Linked DNA regions of Bombyx mori: region 2 is linked to region 1. A link is a contact called in public Hi-C data. All regions are on one chromosome and are shown on one strand. The core of a region is the stretch at or near the end of the contact, and the rest is flanking DNA. Distances in the headings are between cores, read along the strand shown.

Region 1 (6,288 bases), core at 1,447-3,946:
CCTAGTTCGGATATGGGGTGAAACATTAGGTCGAAGTATGTATTTTTGTAGTAGTTTTGAAATTGTGCCCTCACAACAACAGTTCAAGCATATTTTCGATAGTAGTAATCTTCTAATTCAATGTATCATTCGTTAGTAACTTAATAATTTACCTTATAAATGAAGCTCACAGCCCACCTGGAGTTAAGTGGTTACTGGAGCCCATAGACATCTACAACGTAAATGCGCCACCCACCTTGAGATATAAGTTCTAAAGTCTCAAGTATAGTTACAACGGCTGCCCCACTCTTCAAATCGAAACGCATTACTGCTTCACGGCAGAAATAGGCAGGGTGGTAGTACCTACAAGTGCGGACTCACATTAGGTCCTACCACCAGTAATTACGCAAATTATAATTTCGCGGGTTTGATTTTTGTTGCACGATGTTATTCCTTCACCATGGAAGTCAATCGTGAACAATTGTTGAGTACGTATTTCATTAGAAAAAATTGATCCCCGCCTGAGATTCGAACACCGGTGCATTGCTCAACACCGGACATGCACCGGACGTCTTATCCTTTAGGTCACGACGACTTCAAAATGAGTGGACGAGCATTCGGCCCACATGGTGTTGAGTGGTTACCGGAGCCCATAAACATCGACATCATAAAAGGTGCCGCCCACTTTGAAACACGAGTTCTTAGTCTCAGCATTACAATACAACGGCTGCCCCACCCTTCAAACTGAAACGCATTACTGCTTCACGGCAGAAGTAGGTAAGGTGGTGGTACCTAGCCGTGAAGGCTCACAAGACGACCTACCACCACTAAAACTATGTCCTATGTTGATTTCGGAAATCGATCTATAGGTCATCAATTTTTTTTTGTGTATTATCGTAGGTATTGTCTATACTAATATTTTAAATCTACAGTGGTTTTACGGATGTTCCGTTATAACTCCTGAACCATGCATCCGATTGACTTGAAACTTGGTATCCATTTAGAAAATACATGTATTTAATGGATAGGTTCATATTTATATGAGTGTTGGACTCCCTAATAATAATGACAATAAATAATAATGTTTATTTTAAATGCGCAGCGAAGCGGGCGAGTACGGCTAGTGCTCTATAAGCTCATTATAAATAAGACAGATACAGTAAGTAATATTGCACTGATCTTGATAGCTAATCGAAATGACGTCACCGTTGTCGGCGACGCGCGAGATCCAACGGTCTTGCCGAGTCAAATTTCGCGGTGGAATCGAGGGGCGCCATCGAGCAATTTCCACGCCGCAGCTCAGTATAAGAACTACATATTATAATGTAGGTACATTAAGCTCATCGAGTCAACGTCGACTGACAAAGGAGATTTGTATGTTTTACAACATCGGTAACAATAAAGCGTCATTTCACAATCTACTGTTACTCACCAAAAATAAAAATAAAAAATCTTATAACCTTATGTTTTACCAATCCAATTTATTTAAAACTTGTTATACCTATCCATGTTCGTCCGTGTGGAATTTAAGAAAACATTACTTTGTTATATAATAATTTTAGATTTTTCTAAAATAAGAGTAGCTTAATTTACTCCTTATTACATTAGCTATCTGCTAGTGAAAGTCCCGTCAAAATCGATCCAGCCGTTCAGAGATTAGCTGGAACAAACAAATATTGTAAAAAATGTTATTTTGGTATACCTATGTACCGTATATACATTCATATGCATGTATTAAACAGCGGTTTTATTTATTTGTAAATATGTAAATTGTGTAAAACTTTCAGGACTATGTAGACCAAACGAAAAATTGTAGTAAAAACCCGTTCAATATTTACCAACGTGTTCATAAAAAGAAAATAACGAAACGCAAGATTGAACCATAAAAGTAATTTTAATGAAACTAAAAATATTTAAATGAACATTAGATTCCTATTATTTCTAATTCATTTTATCAAAACAGTCTTCGTCCATAAGTAGTGGCTCTATAATGCCCGCGGCCACCAACAATCACTCTGCACGCCGTGTAATTTATGAAATTGACAAAAATTACTCGTATATTCCAGTAGTCGCTGGTCAGTTTAGTTTTTGTGAGCTACACACACGGCTACAAAACCCTGAACGTGAATAAAAAAAGAAGTCGGAAGCACGCGACACGCGATGCACCACGACTCGAAACTACAAAAAATATTTACATCAATATAATCAAATCTCTGCGTTTTACTAGAATATTAAACGACTATAAATTATCTTAATAGATGTTAACTATGAAATTGTAAATGCTGCGCTGTTATAATTTATAGGTAGCCGAATTCTTGTCTATTGTCCAGAGAGGGCAAGTCGAGCCCGGGACCTTTACTTAATCGATTTTTTCTGGAAAATTAATCATATAATTTCTTGTAATATGTTTAAGTGGTTCGTGGATCAATCTTTTGTATAACTTTTAGTCTTTTAGACCATCTACGCTTGGCTAGTGACCTGACTGTGCTCCTAGTATTATCAGTGTCCATAAGCGACGTCAACCGCTTAATAAGATGAGAGCTGTTTCATTATTCATTGAACTAAAATAAAATATTTTAAAATAATAATGTCCATAATCAGAACAAATTTAAGGTAAACTAGAAACCCTAACATAAATTTCAGTAGAGATCATGCAGCCATCTATGTTCTTAATAAGACAATACTAAGATCATACTGCCACCTAGTGGATTCCGTCAACACTATTTGGAATAATGTAAAATTGGGTTTGGAGAAAATAGGAAAACTTGTAGAGTTGATTTCTTATTAGTATAGTACCTAAAAAACAGATGGAGACTCTGTTGCAGTAAATGTTTGGAATTTACTTTTTTTATTATTTTGTTTTTTCCACCAGAAGACTAAATAAAAATATGTCCAAAATGTAACTGTGCACTATTAACTTGTGGATTTCTCTGCATCTCCATTGCTCTGTTAAAATCAATAAAACTTTAGAAACAGAACAATATACAAATATACTACGTGTTTAGATCGAAATCGCAGACGACGATACAATTTGAATTCTTTGTCCTGCAGGAACTTAGTAAAGTATTGTTTTCGGTTATTATTTACAAGGTAATCACATCCTGTTTCTAATTCTGTGAAACTAACATTGACAACATAATATTTATAAATTCTAATATCGAGGGTTGAAAAGATATTTAGTTTAAACGATATTTAACTTAATACGTGACATGTAATTACAGGTCCGTTTTATTTGATAACATAAACAATTCGATGTTTTTAATTGAACTTCAATGAAGCCCATTCTATGTAATAAGCTGATGAAGTATTTTTGTTGCGATATTTTTTCCAAATTGTAAGCTTTAAATATTGCTCACTTGTAATGTTGCAAAACTGTAGCATAAAACAAATAGCATTTCACCTCTCGATTAGAATATTATTAGTGCTAGGATGTGTTCTGAGCTAAAACAGAATGGAATTTCTTATGGAAATTAGTCGAAATTGTGTTATAAATATTGTTTAAACTAAGAGTCTCATAGTAATGTCATTCCTTGTTGATCTAATATTGTATATTGTATACTAATATTGTTTGGTAAATATTCAATTTAACCACTCCATTCATCCATTTGACTCTATACAGAAAAGGGCCGTTCGGATTGTCGATAATCCCATTCTCACGGATCCTTTGGAAGATCTGGTTCTGCGGAGACACTTCGGTTCTCTCGGTGTTTTTTACCGTATGTTCCATGAGCAATGCTCTGAAAAAATATTTGAGATGATCCAATCATCTCGTTTATACTCATCTCGTTTATACCATCGTACCGCCCGCCACCGGAGTAGAGTTCATCCATACTACCTGGAGCCACTGCAGTCATCCACAGTGGGTTTCCAGAGGTATTTTTTGCCTTTTTTGCCACGTACCATCCGGCTATGGAATGAACTCCCCCCCCCCACGGTGTTTCCCGAGCGCTATGATATGTCCTTCTTCAAACGAGACTTGTGGAGACTATTAAGCGGTAGACTGGCATTGCTCAAGTCCATGGGCGACGCTAACCACTCACCATCAGGTGGGCCGTATGCTCGTCTGCCTACAAGGGAAGTAGAAAAATAAAAATAAAAACACAAATAAAATATGTACTGTGTCCCAATTTTAGTATCCAGACTGCTATGATATTGAATATATTTTCCATTCAAGTAAGTACTTCCTTTGGCGGCTTCTTCACCTCCACTTTAGATCTTTCTATTATTTTTCTATTCACCTTTACAAATACTCAGACACAGAGCTTCTGCATTACCTATAGAACAAAACGTTGTTACCTACTATATCTTGGATTATCAGTGTCGCATATTAAATATTAATTTTATATAATAAAAATGGAACAGAATAAAATTGTGTTTGTACAGTGAGATCACATACGTAAAATCAATATAGTGTGATCATATGATTGCTCTGACGAATTTATTGTTTGTGATGAAATTCGTCTCCATTACTATCGCATAATCGACCACCAGAGGACATCACGCTCATACTGGGACAGGTATGCTGATCCACGTACATATTATATCAGACCTTTTTCGCGACGCGAAAATTTTGTCTTGTTTGTCGATTTGTTTCCCGAGCGCTATTTGTATAGCCCTTTTGTACAAAGACTCCTAAGTGAAAGATAGCGACTCAGCGAAGTATTTTTTTTTTTATTGCTTCGATGGGTGGACGAGCTCACAGCCCACCTGGTGTTAAGTGGTTACTGGAGCCCATAGACATCTACAGCGTAAATGCGCCACCCACCTTGAGATAAAGTTCAAGGTCTCAAGTATAGTTACAGCGGCTGCTCCACCCTTCAAACCGAAACGCATTACTGCTTCACGGCAGAAATAAGCAGGGCGGTGGTACCTACCCGCGCGGACTCACAAGAGGTCCTACCACCAGTAATTACACAAATTATAATTTTGCGGGTTTGATTTTTATTACACGATCGTATCCGACATTATTTACGACCATGAAAATTTGTATTTACTCATTATGATCATGAGGTGAGCAGTTTGTTCTTCTATCCAGGAAAATAAATAAATAATCCGCACTTTATGTTTTCATATTGGTTTGGATATTTTATTATTTTACTTCGCTGCGATGTGTGTTAAAGATAAAAAATAACACAATCAACCAATGTAAAGGGAGCTCGCTTTTTATATCATAATAAATATGACTGTATTATTAGTGATGTATGTGCTCATTCTCGTTTTATATAAAGCAATTATCTTATACACTGCTTACAAAGTTTATTTGAAAAGTAAAATCGTAACTCGGGCAATCAACTCGGGCGTCATATATTTCACGAACCGAGTATTGTAGTTTAAAAATATGCGATGAAAATGTTGGCAGCGTGCCGATTCAAAATCTAAGAACCGAAGAACTAACTCTATTTTTGTTTTGACTTTTTTCTTGTAAAGGCCGTGTGACTGTTTATCTGCCTAGACCAGCATAATAGCGTGAATGTAGTAAAAGGCGACTAAGGAATTCACCACCAGAAAATGGTTAGCGCCGTTCTTAAAGTATTATTTCAGCAAAGGGTCGACATTAATTAGTGATAAGGGCGTAATATAAGCCCGCACGGGAACGTACCACCACCCCTACCTACCTATTTCGGTCGTGAAGTAGCAATATACCTATACTGATTTAAATTGTAAGCCGCTATAGACTACATATTCCAATTGAGACTTCGAACTCTTCTCGCGAGGTTCACGTTGTGATATGTATACTGATATTCGTCTAATGTCCGGAATTCGACCATAAATAACAATGTCAAGAATTAAATTCATTCTGCGAATCACATATTTCTTTTGTTCTAAAAAAATCGATTAACAAACTTAATAGGAAATGGTACTTAAATGTTTACTTGTGCCTAGTAATGGTACTTCTCTCTCTCTCTTCGATCGGTTCCTCACTGCTGAGGATCGTGACTCCGTCCGATTTCGTCAACCAACTGTCTCCATCGATCCCGCCCTGCAGCCCGGTGGAGTGCGTCGCTGATAGGTATCCCCAGTTCCTCCGCTATTTGGTTCGACCATCGTTTGGGACCTCTACCCCTAGGCCTTTTTCCCTCTATTTTACCGGTCACCACAAGGCGTTCCAAATTACTTAATTTGTTATCTAATGCTTAAATATTTAAACGTACCTATACTTTATCTATACATTTAAATGTCGATGTGTATATTCCCTAAAAGCTGCGAAACGTCTGAAGCTTTGATTATATACATGTCTGAAGCGATTTCGATAAAATTTTCATGAAATCTTTAGATCAGTCAAGTGGGTGTTTAAATATGATTTAAAAT
Region 2 (7,097 bases), core at 298-2,797, 130 kb before region 1:
GAGGAGGTAGCTTAGAGCCAGGAGAAGGACATAGGATACTTTATATCACATTCCCGTGGGACGTGACATAAAACGTGGTATAACAAAACGCAACTGATATGGAATAACAAAACGCAACTGACAGCTAAACGTTCTATGGTTAAATTTTGAAGTTGACCGGTTGATGTGTTTGAAACAAACCGTGTGGCGGAACAAAGCTCGCCGGGTCCCCTAGTTTATAATATTATCAAATAATTTCGAAAGATGGCATTTTATTTTAATGCATACGACACACGGATCTAATGGACCGTCGACCTGCTGAAGGTTACGGAAATCCGCCGGATGCGGGTAGCATCGTACGGGTCGTTATGGCGAATGGCCTATGATCATCGGAATACGTCCCTGGACTGATGATGATACGACACGCATGATAGGTATATTGAAAATGTTTCTAAAAATTGTACGATGAACAATATGCACGATAAGTAGCACATGGAGATAATCATTATTAATTTTGTTCTACTAAGTACACATTGTCATGCTTAGGGCAATTAAAAATTCACTTTAGTTTAAGATTTAAAAGAAATGGCAAGTAATGATTATTAAAACGAAATAGAACGTGGCCGATAATTACGCGTAACAATTCAGTGTAAACTCTTATAAACCATAATTTAAAAAAAATCTTAAATTTTAATGAAATATCAAAAATGTACATTTAAAATTGGATGTTCACCAGAAAAAAAATCATTTGGTAAATACATAGTTGATTTAATTTTAACAAGCAATTAATTTACCTGTTAGGAATTATGAAAAAAAAGTTTTATTATACAAACCACAAATAATGCATGAAAAATTAATGGTCTGCCCATTCGCACATACTTTTTGGATTTAAAATTAGCGTTGCGGTACTGACAGCCGATATTAGCACTAAAAAATATTTTCATCCTTATAGCCACTATAAAGATAATGTAAAAGTATTTTCTTGTAAGGAAACCCATAATCGCTAATAAGCACGGTCATAGAATTAGATATATTACAAACCTTTTTTTTTTTTTTTTTGTGATTGAAAGATTACTGGTGGCCCGGAGGCCTTTCCAGCTTCACCAGGACAGGTGGGCGAGCAAAGGCTCAGCCAGGAGGGGTGGGATTTGCTAACAACTGCCCGAGCGCCTCCGAAGGAGACCTAACAACTCTACTACCGGATCGGAATCGCGACCCACTGAGAAGATCCGGCGAGAAACTCAGCGGGCTGATGCATGGGTTAGGTTGCACGTCGACCTCTTTGTCGAGTTCGACGAGTACGGTTACCGGGGTTCCTTAGCCTGCATTACAAACCTACAATAACTCACGCCCTGAAATCTTTATGATGCCTGATTTGAAATAACGAATTACAAATTTTATTATTTCTTATTAACCTGCCATCTCTTTCTATTTTCCAGAACTTGGTTGATACATAGTTGCAAAGAACGTTATGTCTAACCTACATAAAGCACGCCCTCCTTTATAGATGGCGCTGAAATAAAATTAGTATAGTGACATCTATTGGATATTTATGAAATCATTTCGAAGAATGGTATGCGTTGAATAATATTAAGGTTTTTTAAGCATTGTATATTTACACAGATGTCAGTAGCGAACCTAAGAATATTTAATTTTAATGAAATTTCTGTGATTTTTAAGAAAAACTTAAAGTAATTAAAAATATATATGAATTTTTTTGAATAATCTCTATATCTTTTAATTTGTTTAAATAAATTGGATTTTGCGCCTAGTTCGTAGCTTTAAATATATTTATAACTAATTATAAATTTATATTATGTATATGGAAGAAGTACATTTAGCCGTAAATCGGTGTCTAATTTCATCTAATTTATCTTTACTAACAAGCTTATTCTTCCTTCTTCCATTTTAGGCGGGGTCGTCTCACTTAATTCGTCCGCTCTACCCAGTTCTACCCAGAGTCGTCATACTGTCAAGTTGGGTCTCTTGAAGTATTTTCGTATTTGTCCATCATGTGCTCGGCAGGCGTCTTCTTCCACGACTTTTTTCAGGCAGGTCCATTGCCCAGTGAACGACATACTCATCGTCTCTCCACATTACGTGTCCGTATCATCTAAGACGACGCTCTGTGAGTTTTTCAACAATTTTCTTTACTAAAAATGTATTAATTAAAATAAGAGGTGTCCTAATAGATCAAGGTGGCTGTAACACTCATGTCCGTGAGTGAGTGCCGTGGTATCTCTACAAAACTTGTATACGCCCCGTCATGACAAATGCAAGCGTAGTGTTCGCTCACGTAGCCCGCACCAACTTGAAGCCCCTTCAGGTTATTCAATTCCGATTCTGCAGGATAGCCGTCGGAGCACCATAGTTCCTGAGAAACGTGGATCTCCACGATGACCTGGAGCTCGACTCCGTCAGTAAGTATCTACAGTCGGCATCGCTGCGCCACTTTGAGAAGGCGGCACGATATGAGAACCCTCTTGTCGTGGCCACTGGAAACTACATACCCGACCCTGTAGACCGAATGGTAAACCCTCGACGTCGCCCAAAGCACGTCATTACGGATCCTCCTGATCCATTAACGATGCTTTTAGTCACCACAAGCACTGGTCACCGTCCTCGTCGAACCCGTCGCTTACGACGAAGGGCTCGACGAGCGAACTGACCCATAGACACAGCCCACTGAGTTTCTCGCCGGATCTTCTCAGTGGGTCGCGTTTCCGATCCTGTGGTAGATTCTGCGAAGCACTGCTCTTGCTAGGGTCAGTGTTAGCAACTCTCCGGTTTGAGCCCCGTGAGCTCACCTACAAACGTTAGGGTGAAGCTGAAATAGCCTCTCAAGGCTATCAGCATAGGTAGGAAAAAGAAAGCCGTGGTTTGATAGGCATAACATTTTAGACACATGCTAATTTTAATTGGTAAAAAAATCGATTAAGCCTAAAACGCATTCACCAACGACTTCCACGACGGAGGTATAAGTTATTAACAACATATTGACTATAAACTAGCACAGATCGCTTCGACCACCCTGCCGTAAAACAGTCAACATGAGTTTGATAGGTAGAACAGCTTTTATTCCAATGCCATTAAGAGTGAGTTTATATGCTCTGAGGAATTATTTGAGCTGATCCCATCATCTTGTCCTTCCTATCACACAACCCGCTACTGGAGCAGACGTTATCCATATTACATAGAAACACTTTTTCTTCATCCACATGCGTAACAGAGATCTTTTCTGCCATGTACCATCTGGCTTTAGAATTAACTTATCTCCTTAGTGTTTCCTGGGCGGTATGACATGTCTTTATTCTATCGAGATTTGCAGCGGTAAGCAGCTTAATCTCAACTCAGCTGTAAGCATTGAATTCACCGTGGGCATTGCTTATCCATGAGCAACGGTGACTATTCATATAAACTGGGCCGTATGCTCGTTTGCCTAAAAAACTGTCTCATGGTCAATAGCGGTAGTCATGTTTTATTAGCAACATAGCCCAGTGAGCTTGAGTTTTGAGCTCGTCCACCCATCTAAGCAATAAATGGGTCGCTTGATCCGGTGGTAGATTCTGCGAAGCACGGCTCTTGCTAGGGTTCGTATTAGCAACAACGTCAGGCTTGAGCCCCGCGAGCTCACCTACTAGTTCGGTGTATCTAGAATAGCCCTTTGAGGTTTCTAGAATAGGTAAGAAAAAAAGCTAGCAACGCGAACGAGTCTATGTAAAATGAGTTCGAAAAATTTGAGATGTAATAAATATCTTGAACATAAAGTTATATCACAGAATCGCGATTTGTAATACAAACGATCAGAGAAGCTAAAAGGTGAAAAATTGACACGGGTGATATAATAAGCTCTCGTGTGAATACCAGTGATCGGGCGCCCTCGTATAGATGAGCGGTTTCATATGCAAAATGCTTTGCTCTGATAAATTACCCCATTATTTAAGATTCGACGCGAACGATAGGGATTTCTTCGAGTAACGATTAAATGATGCGACAGTTAAAAGGAATCAATATTCCTCTGTGAATTATTAGTTTTGATTATGTAAATAAACAATGCTCTCCAGATTTTAACGTTTTTTTTTAATGATTACCAAAGCTTTGAAATATTACCTAATTCACCTTTTTGACAGTAATACAAACTCATATGGCTGACAATACTAGTACTACTTAAGATTGAAAGCTCTCTTATTTCATATAGTTCCATCCCAGTTGATCTCAAATTAATCATTTTCATTTCATTTCATTTCACTCCATATTATCATTTTTCATAAAAATAAGAATATAGATTAATTATGACTTAAAGGTCTTAGTTACCAGGTCATAAAATCCCTTAAAAAAAAGATTGAAAGCTACTGAAGAACTTTTGTAAGAAAAGGAAGATGATCTCACTAAACAATATCTCTCAGCGTCACGAATGACTTATAGAAATCTAACGTGCTTTTTGTTAGTACTATTCTTATTCCGCAAAGATAGGTTATCCAGCGTACTTCTGTCCAGAAGCACGCATACGGTCTGATTCAAAGACCATCGCTATGATAGATTGTGACGACTTTACACCAGGTGGGTTCGTTCATCCAACAATGCAATATATGTAGTAACAAAAAAATAAAATAAATACTGTAATAAGTAAGATTATTGACGCAAACTTAAAAAATTTACTCGCAATGTAGTGTCTTCTGTGCAATATATTATATTCTTCTATTTCTCTGATAAATTTGTTATATTTGTATGTTGTGTTTAACTGTGTAGATTATATAATATGTATGTGAATATACGAGTATGTGGTAGTGAACATATATGTATATATACATATACCGTGTATGTGTTTGTAAATGTGTGTAATATTATTATCAATTTGGTTATTTTCGCAATAAGTAATGCACCTACCACAGGACTCCCTACACCACCCTTGGTTGACCGGTAGAGAATGCCTCAGGCATTAAGTCCGCCATTGTACCTTTTTGCATGAAGTTGAATAAATAAATAAAGTATAGGAGGTTAATGTTCACCCAATCGATTGTTCTTCTTCTTCTCAGTCGTGTCACTCTTGACAGAGTGGTCGTGATCGTCATGTAGTGTTGGAAGGGGCAGACTTGATGCGTCTCACGATGTCGATCGATTGTTGTGTTATCAATATTTTCGTATAATATTTAATGAGGTGTAGAGTGCATTCCGGATGCATTGGTAGCGCCATCCTACATATTTCTAAAGCAAAGCAAGTATTCGCGTGCTCTGGTCTGAAGGTTAAAGTAGCTGTATTTGACGGTAAGCGATGAATGTCGATTGAAAATGCAGTAGGTATCTATTATCCCCAATAACACCTTGGACCGTGCCCTCCTTTAAACATCTTGTGCGACAAATAAAAAAAAGCGTTTAGACTTATTGTCGAGTACCGACCAATGTTAAGAAGTGCAAAATTACAACGAAAGCGCTGCGGGACTTTTTTTTAGACCATCATTACTGTGGCTAATTCAGATTGCCTACCGTTTTGATTTTTACTATGAAATACTCACTTTAGCATCGTTTCAAGAGAAACATACATTTTAGCTATTGACTCTAACTATTGTACCATATTGTCCGCGTTTAAACCCGTTAGAAGATTGAATTTATCTTTGAAAAAGATACTAGGGTTTGGGTGTTGGTAATTGTCACAAATAATTGTGGTATATTTCCGCAAAAATAACACAGGAGAAAATCCCGAGCTTTCAATATTTATTTATCTATACTAATATTATAAAGAGGAAAGATTTGTTTGTTTGTTTGTTTCGAATAGGCTCCGAAACTACTGGACCGATTTGAAAAATTCTTTTTCCATTAGAAGCCGACATTGTCCCTGATGAACATAGGCTACTTTTTTTAAAAGTTTTTTATTTTATTTTTTTGGTTTCATGTGTGTTTTAATGTTTCCGAAGCCAAGCGAGGGCGGGTCGCTAGTCATAAATAATTGTCTACGTAGAAAACTTGAAACTATTCGCCACCTATTGATGGTTCCTACAGTTCCAATAACAGCTATAACCAAGTTTCACCAAAATCGGATGAATGGCTTAAATTATATATCGATTAAAACCTAGTATTAATTTAACCAACCTACTATTATTATATACCAAATATTAGTATTATACCATTCACTGTGTGACATTAATGTTTCATTCGTTTGCAATTAAGTATCAATTTACTTACAAAAAAAAAACGTACCAAAACAGTATACAATGTGATGTTGCTGTCTGTATGAGTGTTAGTAGATATACTGTGATGTTTTAGTATTTTAAATAGAACCTTTTTTTTTTTTTTTTATGATTGAAAGTTTACTGCTGGCCCGAAGGCCTTTCCAGTTTCACCAGGACAGGTGGGCGAGCAAAGGCTCAGCCAAGAGGGGTGGGATTTGCTAACAACTGCCCGAGCGCCTCCGAAGGAGACCTAACAACTCAAGAGCAATTGTTTCGCGAATGAATCTACTACCGGATCGGAATCGCGACCCGCTGAGAAGATCCGGCGAGAAACTCAGCGGGCTGATGCATGGGTTAGGTTGCACGTCGACCTCTTTGTCGAGTTCGACGAGTACGGTTACCGGGGTCCCTAAGCCTGCCCCTAGTATTAGAGCTGAAGGCATCTAATGCAAAGGTTATTGGATCTGATGGATCCGTAAGGACGTGTCTAGGGCGTCGACGGTGACTGGCTCCTGCATGATCAGGATTCGGGGAGTAGTCAGCGGCGGCAACGATAAGGCGATTATCATGACGCATAGCCTTATCGAAGTATCGTTCCGACGCTGACTTCATGTATTTCCGAATTGATTCGAGGCCCAGGTCGTCGTGTAGGTCAACGTTCCTCACGAACCACGGAGCCCCGACAGCTAACCTGCAAAAGCGGGATTGTAGGGATTGGAGGGTGTCTATGTGTGTGCGGGCCGCGTGAGCGAACACCACACTCGCGTAAGTCATGACGGGCCTTATGCAAGTTTTGTAAAGTGTCACCTTGTTCCGAAGGGACATTTTACTCCGCTTACAGATCATGGGGTAGAGTCTACCGAGAATAAACGCGGCACGGTCACGGACTGATTTTATATGCGGGCGGAATGTCATCGATGCATCCAGGGTAACGCCCAGGTACTTGACCTT

The links. A called contact is a pair of places that touch in the nucleus more often than the background predicts.
Region 2: a Hi-C map of whole pupa shows a contact between it and region 1, with 4 times the contacts expected there. The contact joins two enhancer-like sites. A contact is called at or near these places in 3 of 7 Hi-C or Micro-C datasets (posterior silk gland and whole pupa).

What each region holds. Positions count from the first base shown.
Region 1 is chr13:7,776,684-7,782,971 of ASM3026992v2, reverse strand. No RefSeq gene overlaps it. Among protein-coding and RNA genes, the nearest start is that of LOC110385540, 49 kb to the left of the region's middle. Within about 2 kb of position 2,696, at least 8 of the 8 cell types and tissues checked have open chromatin away from gene starts, as enhancers often do.
Region 2 is chr13:7,907,256-7,914,352 of ASM3026992v2, reverse strand. No RefSeq gene overlaps it. Among protein-coding and RNA genes, the nearest start is that of LOC101744085, 23 kb to the right of the region's middle. Within about 2 kb of position 1,547, at least 8 of the 8 cell types and tissues checked have open chromatin away from gene starts, as enhancers often do.